Regions from separate parts of the Mus musculus genome. Here region 2 is linked to region 1. A link is a contact called in public HiChIP or PLAC-seq data. All regions are on one chromosome and are shown on one strand. The core of a region is the stretch at or near the end of the contact, and the rest is flanking DNA. Distances in the headings are between cores, read along the strand shown. Region 1 overlaps Slc1a3 (solute carrier family 1 (glial high affinity glutamate transporter), member 3). Region 2 overlaps Ranbp3l (RAN binding protein 3-like).

What was found. HiChIP or PLAC-seq counts read pairs in DNA pulled down with a chosen protein or histone mark.
Region 2: a contact with region 1 is called in an H3K4me3 HiChIP or PLAC-seq map of craniofacial prominence, with 6 times the contacts expected there. The contact joins two enhancer-like sites. A contact is called at or near these places in 3 of 15 datasets of contacts at CTCF or cohesin (embryonic stem cells, pro-B cells and stem cell-derived epiblast-like cells), 1 of 484 Hi-C or Micro-C datasets (nephron progenitors), 12 of 115 datasets of contacts at active chromatin or transcription factors (acute myeloid leukemia, bone marrow-derived macrophages, craniofacial prominence and 8 more) and 3 of 9 other capture datasets (adipose tissue, liver and pancreatic islet).

Annotation. Positions count from the first base shown.
Region 1 is chr15:8,636,649-8,640,852 of GRCm38.p6, forward strand. Slc1a3 (solute carrier family 1 (glial high affinity glutamate transporter), member 3) reads right to left here. Exons shown (of 10, transcript NM_148938.3): 9 at 2,408-2,542. Among named protein-coding and RNA genes, the nearest start is that of Gm46508, 56 kb to the left of the region's middle. Within about 2 kb of position 2,098, at least 10 of the 459 cell types and tissues checked have an H3K27ac peak or open chromatin away from gene starts, as enhancers often do. A contact at or near this core is called in craniofacial prominence, where this site is marked.
Region 2 is chr15:9,007,525-9,011,728 of GRCm38.p6, forward strand. All of the region lies in intron 6 of Ranbp3l (RAN binding protein 3-like), which reads left to right. Among named protein-coding and RNA genes, the nearest start is that of Ranbp3l, 42 kb to the left of the region's middle. Within about 2 kb of position 1,832, at least 3 of the 459 cell types and tissues checked have an H3K27ac peak or open chromatin away from gene starts, as enhancers often do. A contact at or near this core is called in craniofacial prominence, where this site is marked.

The sequences.
Region 1 (4,204 bases), core at 848-3,347:
CTGGGTAATGTAATAGTGGAATGATTTCATACTTGGACCCACAACACCTACAACTAATCACAAGTAAGTGATTAGTTTCCAGCTATTTAGTGTGACTATAAACAGAAGGTGAACAGTGAGGACCTCCCCCCCCCCCCCCATGTGTGTGTGTGTGCTCGAGCACCCGCACACGCTCTATGTGTGCATGTACATATGTGTGGAAGCCAGAAGTGTGGTCTTTAATTATTCTCCACTTTGTTTTGAAATAAGGTGTCTCACTGGAGATTTAGCTAGATTGGCTTGCTAGCCGTTCCAAAGGGTCCTCTTGCTTCCCTCTGCCTTTCCAGTGCCAATGTTGGAGATTTATAGGTGTGTGACATTGTGCTCTGCTCTTTTTACATGGGCACTGTTCCGAGGCTGGAACTCAAGCCCTCATGCACACATCATGCAACCATACCAAATGAGTCATTTCCCCAGTCCTCTTTCCTGAGTTTATTTAACATTTTCTCTTTCTTTCATTCACCTTCCATTGTACTAACAGTTCTCAAAGCATGGGACAGAGTCTCCTTGGAGAAGCGTGCTGGGATAAAAACTATTTTTATACTAATACTATGGGCTCATTTGTTCCTTTTACTCTTTTTAAAAAAAGGATTTATTTATGTATGTATATGAGCATGCTATTTCTGACACACCAGAAGAGGGCTTCAGATCCAATTACAGATGGTTGTGAGCCACCACGTGGTTGCTGAGAATTGAACTCAGGACCTCTGGAAGTGCTCTTAACTGCTGAGCCATCTCTCCAGCCCCTCTCTTAAAGTACTCTTTATTTTCTCAGGAATTCCTCAGTATTGCGTAGACTTCATGCTGTATTACATCATAGAACACTGGATACAGGAGGAGCTGGGGCAGTTGTAGCTGTCTGATGTTAACCAAGACATTTTGGAGACTCACAAAATGTAATCCAGCAACATTCTTTCAGTAAACATTTTGTTTAAAAGTGATTATTTTTCACAAAAATTGTTATCATGTCAACATATAATGAATCATTATTCTAACTTAAAAATATAAGAAAAGGAAATGTCAGGCATTGTGGTGCACACCTTTAATCCCAGCACTAGGAAGGTAGAGGCAGGTGGATCTCTGTGAATTAGAAGCCAACCTGGTCTACAGAGTTGAGTTCAAGGATAGCCAGGACTACACACCAAAACAACAAAACAAAACAAAACAAAACAAAACAAAACAAAACAAAACAAAACAAAACAAAACAAAACAAACAAAAAACCTTGAGAGTAGAAGCTTGTATTTTACCAAAGTACTTTTTGGTTTTGTTGAGACAAGTTTTCATTTGGCCCAGGCTGCCTTTGAACTCATTATGTGGCTGAGGCTAGCCTTGAACTCTACTTCCCAGGCGCTGAGATTACAGGATTGAACAACCCTCCCTCCTCCCTCCCCTCTCAGTTGATGTGGTGCTGGGAAGGAACCCAGCGCCTCACGAACACTAGGCAAGCACTCTAGCAACTGAGCTACATCCTCAGCCCCAAAGGGTTTCTGTCAATTGATGCCCGGGGCTAGACCATAGGCTAAGTTCTTACCTGTCATTGAATTTAATCCCTATAGTGTCAGCAGAAGGCAGAGAACAATGGGCGTCGCTTAGGTAGGCTGACTACTGTCCAAGTGACCTGGATGAGCTCTGTTCCCTAGACTCTTCCTAGGTGTAGTGACATCATTACACATGGACTCTGGTATCCACTGTGTCCTCCTGGGGTCCCTCTTTGAGCATCCCTTAAACAATTCCTTCCCAGTAGAAGGGTATTTATGAGAGACAAGGGACAGACAATGTCCCTGGATGGGTGAGGAACGAAGGCTTGACGATGGGCCCTACGAGGTGGGGTCTGAGGACGCGTAGGGTACATTTCTTGGGATTTTCCTCAGAACCCCAAAGCAATTTCACTTGATAATGAGAGCCTTGCTTCCCACTGTCTGCACAGCTATCCTTCACTTCATGGGTCTCAGACATAAACATCTGTCCTGCATTGTCTCACTGTAATGGGGGGAAGGCCTGAGCTGGCACGTGGGGTCTGCAGCTCCAGCTGCTGAGAGGATGCGTTGTGCAACCCAGAGAGAGTCTGGCTGACTTATGTCAGCTTTGCAGACAGTGGGAGGAGTGAGTGGCTTTATGGAGTGGGAGGGAGAGCAGCCAGATGTGCCCCGCCCGCCGGCTGAGGGAGGAGGGAGTTTGCCTGACATGTTAGGATGGGACTCTAGGCAAGGACTGGGGGTCTGATGATGAAGATGATTCCATTACAAGCCAGTGTGTCTTCTGCAAGCCCACTAGGCTGATACCATTCTAGAACTGTGGGGATCCTGGAGGGAGATGGGCTTGCAGGTAGGAATCTGTGTATCAACACACAGCCCCCCAAATACTCACAGAAACCAGTCCACTGCAATGATGAGTGTGATGTCATCTGTGGGCAGGCCCACAGATGTCAGCACGATGACCATGGTGACCAGACCGGCCTGAGGAATCCCGGCTGCCCCGATGCTTGCGGCCGTGGCTGTGATGCTGTTGACAGAGGACCAAAACCGAAAAGTTTATAAATGTCTCCTAGTGGAGAGTACCTCGCAAGACTCGTGTTCCCATGCTCGAGAGGAGGACCTGCCTTAGAAGAATGGGAATAAATAAATACATAAATAAACAAACAATTCGCTGACTTAATGGTCAGACTAATTAAAATTGATCATGCACTTTTTATTATGTGTCAGCTAATATGCCAAGCATGCTTTGCCTCATTTGATTGTCACAATGGTGTGGTGGCCCACAGTGAAGTGGGCTTTACTTTGTGACCATTTTTTAAGTGAAGAAACTGGTGGCTACATTCTTTTCTATTTCCTTAAAGTCATTTTGTAAGGTATAACCAGCACCAGAAGCGGGGATGTGACTCTGTGGTAGAGCATTTGTCTAACGCTTGTGGGGCGCTGGATTTACCCCAGCATCAAAATGGAACTGAGAGGTGAACTTGAGCTTTAAAGGCCCGTAGAGTTACAGCGACAACTTATTTCTAATAATTGCCTCATTCAAGAGACTGAATTTCTATGATTGATGTGGCCACAAAATTAAGTTTATTAATTCAAATGCAGAATGATTTATGAACAAAATCCTGTAGTGTTATAATCCTGTGTGTGTGTGTGTGTGTGTGTGTGTGTGTGTGATTAGTATGTCCCCAGTTCGAATGTATGTTAAGTGTCTAAGACTTATTTGATAGGGTGATGTGAGAGTGTGAAAATGTCTCTTCAGGAATAATAAAGCATTGGCAAGACTCCAGCAATATGAATAAAACAGTGAGACCGTGGGTAAAACACTTATGATTCCACCAAGTCCTACCATGCTACAGCACTGGAATGGCTAGTTGGTATGGCCACCTGGAATGGGAACTACACTTCCCAGACTCCTTAGGGGCACAGACTAAGTTCTAGCTCGTAAAACACAGATGGAAGTAACTGGCCAACCTTTGACTTCCCCTCTCCTCATTAGCAAAAATTTGACAGTTTTGAAAAGCCACTGTAGATCATTTGGGTGAAGGGGATACCTAGAAACTTTGCAACTGCAGCCTTTGTCCCTGACATTGTAGAATACCAAGCAGCCTTGATGACTTTACGGATCAAACTTTAAAGAGAGTGTATTTGTACCTTGTTTAGGTCTTGTTTAGGCCACTGGTACCATTTTCATTATTAGCTCACATGAAGCTGAATCTTTGTCTGAACTCAGGCCTCTTCAGCCAATATATCAAGGTGCGTGTGAGCATAGGTTATGCTGTCCCAAGGCACTGTTCTCCAGCCTCCAGATAGCCCACGATCCCTGGGCATGGTAACCTAACCTCAGCACTGAATGCTAATGTTTACTACAGCTAGTACCCTTCTTAATGGTGTACATGCATACAGGATAGAAGCCATTTCTAAGTAAGTATCAAGAAAATGTGGGATGAGTGACAGAGATTAAAAGAGATCACAAAACATACTTTAGGGTATAAAATCAAGATTCGATCTCTATCTGAGGAACAAGAAAACTGTAAAGGACATGAGGGAGGGGATGTTAGGGGGAAGTCTGAAGGTAGACCAGTACTCTGGAAGTACTTTTGAGATACTATTACTGTGGGTACATAGAAGAATATACTTATTCTTAGAAGATGAATGTTGAATGGTGTAAGTGAAACATGACAGTAATATG
Region 2 (4,204 bases), core at 582-3,081, 370 kb after region 1:
AAAACTGTGCGGCAGGCAGTGGGAACTCATGAGTGTAGTAGGACTGCCAGAATGATGACAGTATAAAACGCTGGGGGAGGGGGGCAGTGAGATGGGCACGGGCGGAACCTGTAGTCAAATAATGGGTAGGGTGTTCTGCATCCCCAGCTGTCCAACATCAGAGTGGAGCAAGCTTTGTCAGCTTAGTTCACACTAGACACATCTTCATGGATAACAGCAGCAAAAATTACATACACAGGGTGCAGAGGGTGGAGTAGGGGAATTTAACAGCTTCCAGAGACGTCTCGCTTCTGAACACCGGAAGGTCTGAATCCCTGACTGCAAGCTCTCCTAAGGCGAGAGCCTTTGTGTGGGGCATGCAGATGTGGGGCTCCAGAAGGTTCTGCAGCTGCAGCTCTAGCTGTGGTACTCAGGAGGAATGGGACACAGCTTAGGTGGTGGGAATTTGAGTTATTCCGTCAGCCATTTGTCTTCAATCACTTGAGGTTGTTCAACTGGCTTTCCCTGAACACAGTGACAGTAAGAAATGGAAGTGAAGTATAATCAGCCATTTTGATTAAAGAAGAAAGCAGACTGGAAATCAGTCTTGCACAGAAACTACCTACACTTAACCAAACCAGGCACCCAGTACTCTACCGTCAGTGAAAACAAGGGATTTGAACGTGTTTAGCAGTTTCCAAAATTGTTATGCTTCCAAGCCCTCTTCTTTGTAAGATAGGATTTTTGTGAGGTCCATTGTGATTTTTAATAATAATTTAATCAATTAATCACAGCAGATGACAAGTAATTTATAAGGTAAAACACAATCTTAATTTTAGATTAGTATATTACTAAAAATTATCAACTATAATTTTGTAATTACTTTTATCTATTTAGGAATACTGGAGAGTAAGGTGTTAAATTAGTCTTAAGTTTTGTAAGGAAATTTTTGAAATTTTACACAACACTTTGGAATGATGTATGGTGTAAGTATAGGCCAAGATTTTATTATGTTATTACATCCAAAGTATAATGATATTTGTTCCTTGCCATGACTTTTATAAAGCTCCTCTGTGCATGGACATGCGTGGGTGTGCATTTGCAGGCCAGAGAACTACCTTGAGTGTCATCTGCCAGGAGCCCTTCCCTTTGCTTTGAGACAGGGTCACTCATTGGTTCAGAGCTTGACAGTTAGGCTACCTGGCCAGGAGCCCTAGAAATCTGCCTCCCTACTGTCCAGCCCTGGGATTATAAATGTTTGCTATTGCACTTGGTTTTCTGGGCACTGAATTCAGAATCTCAAGACTGCAATTTATTATTTATCACTTTTTTCTGCCTAAATTATAAAACAGAAAGGCTCCAGCTCTGGTTTGCAAATATTTCTTCATAATTTAAAGGTCTAATGAATAGGGATATCCCAGCTAGATGAGAAGCCCAGCTGGATATGCCTATTACTGACTTTTCTGTTTTATGATGGTCTTTGGAACGTCAGAGACACAATGAAATGAAATTCTATAACTCCAGCTTGACTAAGTGGATGTAATTTGTAGATACTGTGAAAATTATTCTAAAGTGAATTTATAGACTTATATTCTTTATTGACACATATCAAAACTTGATAAATCAGTGTCCACCCTGTTACTTTTTAATAAAAATATTCGCTGTCACTCATAATTAAAGAACTACAAACCAAAACAGGGCACCATTTAGTATAAACATTTAATGAAAATATAAGCTTTGTATGCCGGGTGGTCTTATGTGTCAACCTGACAGAAGCTGGAGTCTTCAGAGAGGAAGAAGCCTGAGGTGAGGAAATGCCTCTGTGAGATCCAGCTGTAACACATTTTCTCAATTAGCGATTAGGTGGGGAGGGCTCAGCTCATGGTGGGTGGCCCCATCCCTGGGCTGGTGATCCTGGGTCCTATAAGCAGACTTGCGGAGCAAGCCACGAGCAGCAAGGCAGTAAGCAGCACCCCTCCATGGCCTCTGCATCAGCTCCTGACTCCACGGTCCTGTTCTGTTTAATTCTTGTCCCGACTTCCTCCAATGAAGAACTGTGATCTGGAAGGATAAGCCAAATAAAATGTAGTAAAATATATTAGTAAATCCCAGAGTGGGTTTGTTACCCATCTCAATGACTTATGCTTCCTGATAAAAGACACACACACACCACTCTCAGCTTGAAACAGGAAGCACGCGCACACACACACACACACACACACACACAGAGTCTTTCTATGTGTGTCTTAAGCAGCACTGTAGATAGCTGGGCATCTGCCTAACTTCCATGTAGAATCTACCTCCTGACAATAACTCTGAATTACTGTTAACTAACTTCTATGTTCCATCTTGGCTGCTCTTGATCCTATTGAGTGGCAGCCCTGTGGACCACATTCTCTTGGTCCCTTTACATCAGGGCTCTTCTCTGGCCACAACACTCTTAGCACATGGTGCCTCTCCTCCCACTCCTTCCTCTATGTCCCAAGCCCAGAAAATCTAAAAAAAAAACCCTGCCTGTGTCTCTTCTCCCCTGTGTCTCTTCTCCCCAGCTCTTGGCTGCTGACATCTTTATTTACCAATCAAAATTAACTGAAGACAGGGTCCTAAAAGCTACCTGTATGATCTGCTCATACAAACAGTTTTGGGGGACCCAATTAACATTGGAACACAAGTAGCTACTCCCTAATTTGATTTTTGTTCAGGGTGTTTTCAACACAGCAATAGAAACCCTAACTAAGACACTTTGGTAACACTGTTTCTTATAGTCTTTAAAACTTTCCCTGTTGATATTAGAAAATCAACTGGTATGTTCTTCCTTGTGGAAGACTATTTCTCCTGTTGTCTGCATGGCTAAGTTGCTTGTTCTTTGTGTAGGGTTGAGGCCTTGTGGGCCGTCTCCTCACTTCCCCTGACCTGGTCCATTTTAGTATAATTATTACTGTCGTATGTGTTCAGCTTGTGTTTAGACAGTCCTGTTGGTGAGACTTTATGGAATGCTCAGTCCTGAAAACATACACGTGTAAACAACATTACACAGACTAAGCATGGTGTATTTGTGTATTTAGGAATTTACATATATACATGAATGCAGGTGTGTGAGTTAGTGAGAAAAAGAGGCTGTGAATTGGAAAGAGCATGGAGAAGCATTTGGGAAGATTTGGAGAGAGAAAAGGAAATGGGGAAATAATGTAATTATATTATGATCTCAAAAAGTTAGAGAAATATTTACAAGGAGTTGAGGAATTGACTTAGTGGTAGAGCACTTGCCCTGTAAGCTCAAGGCCCTGAGTTTGATCATTAGCCCCTAAAAGAAAATTCCTCTCATTTAGCATATGCATTATAGCCTCTCCGTGCATATATAACATCTTACTTGGCCCTTCATCCTCCTCTCCTGCTGGTCCTATTCCTTCTTTCAAATAGTGCTCCCTAAACAGTGCTCTCTCTGCTTTCTTATTACATATTTTTAAAAACTTACATTCTGCAATCTCCATTTATTATCAAGTCAAACATACCTTAAACTTCTTTACCCAACGAAGAATAAAGTCTATCATTTAGACTGAAGGGAAATTTGTTTTAGTAACAAGGTTATCAGCATACACATGCTCTCTTGTAGACTTTTGTCAGCTTTTGGGATCCCATTATAAGAGGGAAACATTAATACTTTTATTGATTGGTATAAAAATTCAAGTGGAAACAGAACCCACCTGACTTTGAAAACATGAACTCACCCCCAGAACAAATTTTCAAATCCCTACCAGGGGAAGAGAGATGTCCAAAAGCACAGTAAATATTGGACCAGATGAGTTTTTTATAGCTAGACTTACTCCAACTCTAAAATCCCTCTTCCCCACATTTATGGTATTAATATAGACTATGCACCTTATGTAGATGCTCAAAACCAGCTTCAGCTGGCTCAGTTACCCATGGAAAATGTCAGGATGAAGAGATGGACGGAGTTTCCTCTTACACTAGTGGAGTTCTTAGGATATTTTCAGAGATTAAATAGTCCTAAAAAGTAATTCTACTGATCCAGAAATAATAATTAAGCCCAGTGGATAGAATATATCCATGTGCTTTGTGGGTATAAGAAGAATGTAGTCTCTGGGATCAGAAAGACTTGTACTTAGTTTCATTTCCGCTTGGGTGTATGATTTGGATGAGCTCTCTAAGGTCTGTCAGTCGGCTCGCATGTAAACTGTGGGCAGCGGAAGTACGGAGCGCACAG